3 separate regions of the Mus musculus genome follow, and all the other regions are linked to region 3. Evidence: chromatin contacts called from public Hi-C and promoter capture Hi-C data. All regions are on one chromosome and are shown on one strand. The core of a region is the stretch at or near the end of the contact, and the rest is flanking DNA. Distances in the headings are between cores, read along the strand shown. Region 1 has its middle 11 kb from the start of Gm39685. Region 2 overlaps Gm30568 (a long non-coding RNA gene). Region 3 overlaps Tor3a (torsin family 3, member A).

Evidence for each region. Promoter capture Hi-C pulls out the DNA fragments that hold promoters and counts their contacts. A called contact is a pair of places that touch in the nucleus more often than the background predicts.
Region 1: a contact with region 3 is called in a Hi-C map of liver, with 2.8 times the contacts expected there. The contact joins two enhancer-like sites. A contact is called at or near these places in 1 of 39 promoter capture datasets (liver), 1 of 484 Hi-C or Micro-C datasets (liver) and 1 of 9 other capture datasets (adipose tissue).
Region 2: a contact with region 3 is called in a promoter capture Hi-C map of liver, with 4 times the contacts expected there. The contact joins two enhancer-like sites. A contact is called at or near these places in 10 of 39 promoter capture datasets (the 3T3-L1 cell line, the C10 cell line, the HPC-7 cell line and 6 more), 3 of 15 datasets of contacts at CTCF or cohesin (the NIH/3T3 cell line, embryonic stem cells and large pre-B cells), 18 of 484 Hi-C or Micro-C datasets (B cells, the CH12 cell line, the G1E-ER4 cell line and 9 more), 8 of 115 datasets of contacts at active chromatin or transcription factors (embryonic stem cells, pancreatic cancer cells and stem cell-derived neural progenitor cells) and 2 of 9 other capture datasets (embryonic stem cells and liver).

What each region holds. Positions count from the first base shown.
Region 1 is chr1:156,977,568-156,980,422 of GRCm38.p6, reverse strand. No RefSeq gene overlaps it. Among named protein-coding and RNA genes, the nearest start is that of Gm39685, 11 kb to the left of the region's middle. Within about 2 kb of position 1,537, at least 16 of the 459 cell types and tissues checked have an H3K27ac peak or open chromatin away from gene starts, as enhancers often do. A contact at or near this core is called in liver, where this site is marked.
Region 2 is chr1:157,075,118-157,078,044 of GRCm38.p6, reverse strand. All of the region lies in intron 1 of Gm30568 (a long non-coding RNA gene), which reads left to right. Among named protein-coding and RNA genes, the nearest start is that of Gm30568, 5.0 kb to the left of the region's middle. Within about 2 kb of position 1,579, at least 55 of the 459 cell types and tissues checked have an H3K27ac peak or open chromatin away from gene starts, as enhancers often do. A contact at or near this core is called in liver, where this site is marked.
Region 3 is chr1:156,656,370-156,659,069 of GRCm38.p6, reverse strand. Tor3a (torsin family 3, member A) reads left to right here. Exons shown (of 6, transcript NM_023141.2): 5 at 2,474-2,598. Among named protein-coding and RNA genes, the nearest start is that of Tor3a, 17 kb to the left of the region's middle. Within about 2 kb of position 1,304, at least 30 of the 459 cell types and tissues checked have an H3K27ac peak or open chromatin away from gene starts, as enhancers often do. A contact at or near this core is called in liver, where this site is marked.

The DNA of each region.
Region 1 (2,855 bases), core at 288-2,787, 320 kb before region 3:
GGTGTGGTGGCTCATGTATGTCACCCTAGCGCTTGGGACGCTGACATGGTGGAATTGCTACTAGTTCAAGTCCAGTATAGGCTACGTACTGTAGCCTGGGCAACAGCATAAGACTCTACCTCAGAAAAAGAAACAGATCCAGTCATTTATCTTACTGACTGTCCCTCAGTTCGTCTGTCTGATGCTCTCGCAGGGTATGCATTTGGGGCCGGGATGCTACGCTAGCAATGTGTCTGTTTCAGCGTATAGACATCGGAGACATAGATGTCTATCTGCATGTGCTGGCAACGCCAAGTTTGACTATGGTCGAGGTGTGGGCTGGGTTCATATTCGTGTACATATGACTTCCTCGCCTCTCCATGCTTGCTTACAGTAAACTTTTGCAAACATACAAACACATGCACATGGACACACACTCATTTTCCTTGTGTACTTCAGAAGCTCAGCACTTCCTAGGGAGCAGTCGATAGCTTCCTTTCACTTGACAAAAGAAAGCTCCTTTGAGTCCTCTCCCATTGTCATGCACAGTATAATAACAACCCATCTTGGTCCTCACACTTTCTCTTCTTTGTTACTTTAAATATTTGAAAGGAAAGAGTTTTTTTTTTATTGTATTTAATCTTTTTTTACAGTCCAGATTTTTTCCCCCTCCTGGTCCACCCTCTGACTGGTCCACATCCTGTACCCCCTCCACTCCCCCCCCCAACCCCTGTCTCCAAGAAGTCCGCATCCTCCACTCCCACCCCACCAGACCTCCACACTCCCTGGAGCCTCCAGTCTCTTGAAGGTTAGGTGCATCTTTTCTGAGTCCAGACCCAGCAGTCGTCTGCTGTCTAGGTGTTGGGGGACCTCATATCAGCTGGTGTATGCTGCCTAGTTGGTGGCCCAGTATCTGAGAGATCTTGGGGGGAGGGGTCTGGGTTAGTTGAGACTCCTGGTCCTCCTACAGGGTGGCCCTCCTCCTTAGCTTCTTCCAGCTTTTCCCTAATTCAACCTCAGTGGTCAGCAGCTTCTTCTGTCCATTGGTTGGGTGTCAATATCTGCATCTGACTCTTTCCGCTGCTTGTTGGGTCTTACAGAGGACAGTCATGATAGGGCCCTTTCTGTGAACACAGCATAGCCTCAGTAATAGTGTCAGGCCTCCCCTTGAGCTGGATCCCAAGAAAGAAAAGAATTTTCAAACTGCAATTGTCTCTTTTAATTTGTTTTATTACATTTGTGTGTGTGTGAGAGCACACATGAGAGGCTTGGTGGCAGTCCCCTTTATCCCCTGAGCCGTCTCACTGGTCTTTTTTTTTTTTTTTTTAATTTTATTTTTAATCGAACTTAAAATTACAAAAGCTTGTATTTCGACTGAGCCCCTTTTTAAAAGGCATCCTGTTATACGTGAACAAGGCGTGTTTTTCTGTTTGAATCCAGGGTCTAAATAGCTGTTCTGAAAGTGAAAACTGTTCAGGGAAAGAAAGCATACGGTGTATGTGTAGTTGAGACCTTTACACTTTGATATTGACAGTCTCCATTGCCAGTCAGACTCTGTTGGGTATTTAGTAACCAGAGAGCTGTCTGCATTTAACCACAGTCTAGGGGGTTGGGTTTAATGGGGAACGGGTAAGAGATGGCAAAGGTCTTCGGCTATCTGAAGACACAGAGGTCAGCAGATATTGGGCACACTGTACCCAAGTACTAACCAAGTTTATCACCTGATAACATGCCGCATAATCTACTTATTTCTTATTTCTGCTGTTTATTATTTTCCTCCCTCGGTGCTAAATGAAGAAAGTTCTACAAAGCCAGGCAGCTTTGCTTTGTTCCATAAACACTGGCTCCTGTTCCACAGCCTTCCCTCAGATCTGCCGGGTGAGCAAGCAAATGAGCTTTGTCATCAACACTATTAATGTAATGACCGCCATTGGCTTGCCTACTTAATGTGATTAAACAGGAAATGTATTTTGCCACATACACACAAAGTTAAAAATACAACCAGTTGCCAGGTGTGGTAGCCCATGCCCTTTAATCCCAGCATTTGGAAGGCAGAGGCAGGAGGATCTCTGTAAGTTTGTGGCCAGCCTGGTCTATAAAGAAAGTTCCAGGACAGGTAGAGCTACATAATAGGGAGACCATGTCTCTAAGGAAACAAAACAAAACAAAACAAAACAAAACCAATAAGACAACCAGACAAACAATTGCAGCCAGTTAACATAGGCTGGGCCTGGATTATTTGGTATAACCTCTGCCCTCCCTCATCCCAAGGACCAATGGAAGATCAGTCAGCTTCAAGGCCCCTTGAGCAAGCCCGGTTTAAATGTGTAGTGTTTCTTGGTGAGGCCGAAGGGTTAGACAGATAAATACTTCCTTTAGTTTTAACTATTCCTGCCCTGTGGTACACCCCGGGGCTCTTCTTGTTTCTGCTTTCAGAGGTTTAAAGAATGAAGCCTCAATCCCTAAAGTCCCCAGCTGATCATTTTGCTTTCCCACAAGAAAAGGTGGGGCTGAGATAGAGAGGACTCTGGTATTTTATGCCGTACTACTGGTCTACCATCCGTACCTGAGTGCTTGATGCTAGGATTCTAGAAACTAGTTGTGGCATTAGGTACTGCCCCTGTCCTCAGGCAGGCAGGTCCTCCTGCCTCAGCATGGGAAAAAAAAAAAAAAAAGTACAAGGATGACAATGACTAGGTGGTGCTCCTGGTGGTGCTCCTGGTGGTGCTCCTGGTAGTGCTCCTACAAACCTGGATCCCAGAACTTAAGAGAATAAGGGAAGAATTAAAAGTCTGAGGCCAACCTGGACTACAATTAGAGACCCTGTTTCCAAAAGAAAGCAGAGTAACAACTATAAAACATTCTGTGAGTTCACC
Region 2 (2,927 bases), core at 330-2,829, 420 kb before region 3:
CACACCTAAATGAATAAATAAGTCAATAAAACAAATAATTAAATAATTGTAGTTTGGCATTTTTTCAAAAGAGGGAGCCTGACGTAGCAGTACTCTCTTGTAATCTCTCCAGTTGATAGCTGTGTGACTTCATACAAACTTTCTGTGCCTCAGTTTCCTCACCTGTAGAATGGGGACAATAATACTTAGCTCATAGAAATGCTTTGAAATTTAAAGACTTAAAAACTGTGCAAAGGGTTTTGAATTTTATTCGGCTAACAGTGGGTGTCAGCTTGTTCTACTCAAAACACTCAGGACAATCTATCCCACCCGTCCTTTGATTCTTCTTCCCTTATTTACACACCCAAATTCACCAGCAATTTCCATTCTTCCGATTCGAACCTCACCTGACTCTACGACTTTCGCGCGCGCGCGCGCGCGCGTGTGTGTGTGTGTGTGTGTGTGTGTATGTGTGCGCGCGCGCGCACGCGCACGCGTTGTATGTGTTCATTTGTTTGCACGTGTATGCATGAGCACGTGAGAGGTCAGAGGTTGGGGGAAGAGCTTGGATCACTGGGGTGTACTCTTAAGGAGACCCAAGGTCCCCAGCTTTTGCCATGAGATGCCATGCTGCTTTACCACGGCCTCAGGACGCAGCCCCACCTCTGAGGGCCCAAACCTCTGAAACAGCAGAATGAGTCTTCCCGAGGCTCCCACCCACTGCAGAACTGGATACCAGGTGGAGTGGCGATCTAGGCCGGCTCTCCTCGCTGAGTGCCACTCTGGCCGCCAGGTGGCGCTGCAGCACACTGGGGTGTTGCAGAGATGCACTTGTGGCTGCCTGAGTTCCGGTGCCAGCTGGCAGCATCCTCCGCCTAGGAGAGGATTCCCTTCTTTTCACTGTTCCCGTAGGTAGGCAAAGTTAGCAACGTAGAATAACCCTTCTCTTCTTGAAGGCTGAAAAAGAAAAGCCAGGAGCCCTTGGCATGGCCACCCTTGCAGGAGGCAGGTGTGGATGAGTCGCTTCCACTCAATGGGCATCCAGGACTAGAGTAAAGGGCAAGGACGGCTTGGAGACTAATCGCTGCCTGTGTGTAATGTTTAACCCAGAGCCGCAAGCTTCCATGTAGTAATAGTAATAGTCCTGAAGACGTCCAACTCTACCCTGGGCTGCCAGTGAACTGGCCTAGGACATGGGAAGTAGTGAGAATTTGAAGTCCATTGACATAAGTGTCACTAGCTGTACTATTGGCATTACCGCCACTGCCGTTTCTTTTCCCTGGAGGCAAGGGGAAGGCGTTTCAGGAATAACATTGGTTTATTCCTAGCATAAGAACCAGAGGAATGATAGTGCTGTGTGTTCTGGGCCACTTTTTTTTTGGTTTTTCTAGACAGGATTTCTCTGTATAGTCCTGGCTGATCCTGGAACTCACTCTGTAGACCAGGCTGGCCTCGAACTCAGAAATCCACCTGCCTCTGCCTCCTGAGTGCTGGGATTAAAGGCGTGCGCCACCACGCCCGGCTCTGGGCCACTATTCTAATGTGTTGTGTCCTGAAGTATGCCCTGGGAGAATGCCAGGATCAAGGCATGCATGCAGTTCCGATATCGCCCACGAGGTGGCGCAGGCCCCTGCGCTCTGTCCTGGGATTACAGAATTGATTTTAGCTAGGCTGGGCCAGTGAGTTAAATCGAGCACTAGACAGGCGTTTGGGGTCGTAGGCAAGTGAAGAGCTGTCTCCGCCCCCCCCCCCCCCCTTGGATTTGAGTCTCACAGAACAGTCACGGAGACCATTAGTTTTCCCAGGCCTCAGATGGACCAGAAGTGGGTTCAGGAGGGTGATGGGGTGAGATGACACAGTGGATCTGTAGTCAAAGCTAGACCTTAGGGTCAACTTTTGCTTTGATCTCTTGGCTGTATACCGCTTACTTCCAGAGCACCATCTCTGGGTTCTGACGCTTCTGGATCCATTTATAGCCTTTTTGTCCCCTTCCTGAGCCCTGGCAGTTTCCCCTCCTCCCCCTCCTCCCCCTCCTCCCCTTCCTCCTCCTCCTCCTCGCCCTCTTCCCCCTCCTCCCCTGCTTGGCCTCTCTGGTCAAGTGAGTGAGCCCGTCAGAAAACAGTATCCTTATTAGTGTTGAGACCTCCAACACCAGACAAATCCTGCTGTAAGGAAATCCCCGCTCCCTCCCATTCTCAGAACCTGTGTCCTGGGACTTCAATTCTTTTTCTTAAGCGCAGTTTTGCTCTGAGCCAGAGGTGTCTCCTCCAGTTCTCTGAGCCTCAGAAATCCCAGACCTCAGGGCTGTCAATCACTATTTCTTTATTCAGCATACCTTTTGAGGAATCAGAATAGATTCCTCCACCCCAACCCCGTTGGGTAGCGGTGATGGAAGCTAGGGTCTTCTACATGCTGGATAAGCTACAGTCAGCTACAGCCTCAGGCCTTGACTAATAAAGATTGATTTATTTAATGTATGTGAGTACACTGTCACTGTCTTTAGACAACCAGATGAGGGCTTTGGATCCCAATATAGATGGCTGTGAGCCACCATGTGGTTGCTGGGAATTGAACTCAGGACCTCTGAGAAAGTAGCCACTGCTCTTAACCACTGAGCCATCCCTCCAGCCTGCGATTTTTTTTTTTTTTAATTAGAAAATGCCTCAATATCTTTATCTATGGGTAAAAGTTTACAGTCACTTGTCTGGGTACTTTTCTCTCGCAGCGTGCTCTTCCTTATAGAATAGAAGGTTGGCTGATGAGCCAAGACTTCCAGTCTGGGGGTTTTATTTTTTGCATGATGAAAGCAATGTGGTATCATGGCCCTGCTAGCACAAGGAGTGATCTCTGGGGAAATGAGTCACCAGCACCTCCCTCCGGGTGGCTGTCCTCCCCCACCCTGGGGACGGGATGCACTGTACAGGAGGGAATCTTTGCAAGGCATTAAC
Region 3 (2,700 bases), core at 55-2,554:
CCCGACACTGCCAACTGGATCTGCAGTTTAATCCTGAAATATACCTGAGACCTGCTGTTGAAATGAGGTACTGATGGCTTTTCTGCCAGTTCTCTGTGGCACCTCAGACAAAGTAGGTGAAGCCAGGAGGGCTTGCTTGCCCAACATTGACAAAAGCCATTTTCGAGTGCCAAGATTTTGCAAGAGTAAGCTTTATCTGTAAAGCTGACAGTAGGATGGGAGGCAGCCAGGTCTGGAGCAGGGCAGAGTGGAGGGCTGACTAGCTGTGATGAGTCAGCGGACCCAGCTGAGATGACGACAGTCCAGGTGGAACATGATCCTGGTCCTGGTCCCTCCTGCATCTATTGATGGCATGCCTGCCGTCTCCTCTAGGGTCTCACTCTTCAGGTAATGCTTATGGGAAACTTTTGCTCCCATTAGGTTCTAGAGGATATTTTAGGTCTGTCTAGAGTTCACTATGCAGTTCCCTTGAACTGTACTGATAGTTTTCAGTAGCAAGGACAGGGATAGTACTGTTTAGGGCTTGGTTTCAGAGTAATACTGATTTCTGCCTGTGTCCGTCAGTAGAAGACCCCAGAGTCACAAGGCAGGCCTGGAGCTGCTGTGCTCTCGTCACGCACCCAGAAGAGGGTTGCTAATGTCTGTTTTCTCTGAGCTGTGGTCAGGGTATGAACAAAAGGACTTTGAAGAACTAACTATATGGACGTGAGTTATTCATGAATGACGCATGTGGGGTGCAGTGGGTGTTTGTTGACTAACTGCCTCCACACTGATGAAGCACCCCTAGCTTGTCTGGGCCCAGTTTCTCATTTTACCAGCGAAGAAACTGAGTCTAGCTCTGTTGTTTAGGGAAGAGTTCACCGTTAGTGATGGGAGCTTGTGACAGTGGTCCTTTCAGTATTCAGTCAGCAGGGGCTTGGAGGGTGAGGAGTTCAGCATCTAGCTACCTTGGCCTGCAGGTGCTGGAGTGCAGCCCTGCTGAGCTGAAGACACTGGACAGGTAGTGAAGGCTCCCAGGCTTTGTTGTGTGAGAGGTACAACCTGTAACGTGGTGGGAAGATGACATGGCTGTAGGTGACAGTGCAAGCAGTTCAGAAGAAAGCTGCATAGAGTTGATAAATACGCAGAAACCATGCAGAGTGGGGCCCGTGTCCCATGGGGCAGTCAGGTAGACCTGGGACTGAGAGGGTACTGTACTAGGGTCTGTGACCTTGGGGCTTGATCGATCCACCTCCCTGGCCTGCTGTCCTCCAGAGGCTTGCCGCTGAGTCCAGGTTGTGGAATCAGGGCTACTGTGGCAGACACAGATGGGGCAATCTCTGCTGATGCAGTTATGTATCCAAAGGCCACCTGACAGGCTGTCCAGCAGGTGCAGAGATCAGACGGGTGATGCAAGCAGTTTCTGCAGGGCTGGAAGTGTGGCAGAGCAGCTGGGCTTGGGCAAGGAGTGGGGATGCCCTTGTTCTTACTGGATTCTTCCAGCAGGAGGCTGGAAATCAGTTAATCAGTGGCTATGAGGGACACACTGGTCTTCACTTGTTTGCTGGGGAAGGATGCTGCCCCACCTAGCTAGGGAGGCAGGTTAGGGATTGGGAGGGGCACGTAGTGAGTCTACGTCATCTGCAGGACAGACTGAAATGCAACATTATCAAAAAGATAGGAACGGCCCGGTGTTTAGTGGTGGCACATACATTTAAATCCCAGCACTGGGGAGGCAGAGGCAAGAGATCTCTGAGTTTGAAGCCAGGCTGCTCCAAAGGTCTGAGTGACTCCTCTGAGGTAACAAGGACACTGATCCTTGTGAGGACAGAGGACAGGAGATGCTGGACCCCGTTTAGTTTGCTGCCTGCCTCCCCCTATCCTTCACTTACGACATTCCTCATTCTGTGAGCCTTAAGCAGGGAAAGTGAAGGCACAGCTGTGCAGTCAGACAAGGCTCAGCTGGGTGCCAACTTGAGACAGGGATGAACTGTCCTGGTTGCAGGTCCCCAGCACTTACTCCCGGCCTCCTCGTGGTGTCACTCCTGTCTTAGCAGTGTGCAGCCATCTTCCTGTGCCTAGCCTGAGAGGACACAGGCAGTGCAAAATAAGCTTTTGCTCCACACTTCTGTGAAAGGGAGTGCAGCCCAGAGAGGCACCTCCTGTGTCCACCAACTGCAGGGTCCTGCCAATACTGTTTTCCAAACTAATTCTCTCTACCTCTACTCCATCTCCTACAACCCATTGTAGCCTAACCAAGATTCTTAGGACAGAGTGGGTGGGGCCACAACCCTACATTCTGGCCTTCAGTGGATACATGCCACCTCCCTCAGCCGTAGTCTAGCTTTCATCCTTACCTTCTGAGCCTTGAAGCCTGTGGTCCTGAGGCATCCTTGAGTCTGTCACTGCTCAGTGTGTCCTCCATTAGGGATGAACTGTCCTGGGGGGTTGTGAGTGTGGGAATCGGCTGTTAACAAGCGCTTGTTTCTTTCAGCAACCTCGGAGGCAGTGTCATCAATGAGGTAGTCCTGAGTTTGCTTAAGGCTGGATGGTCCAGGGAGGAAATTACGACGCAGCACTTGGAGGTGCCCCTTCAGGCTGAGATCATGGAGGCTGCAGGTAAGTGGTCAACTCAGATACATACAGCCTTGCCAAGAGCACAGCCAGAGATGATTGGTATCAAATGTGAGGCAGTGAGGGTGTCTGGACAGTAGAGGACAT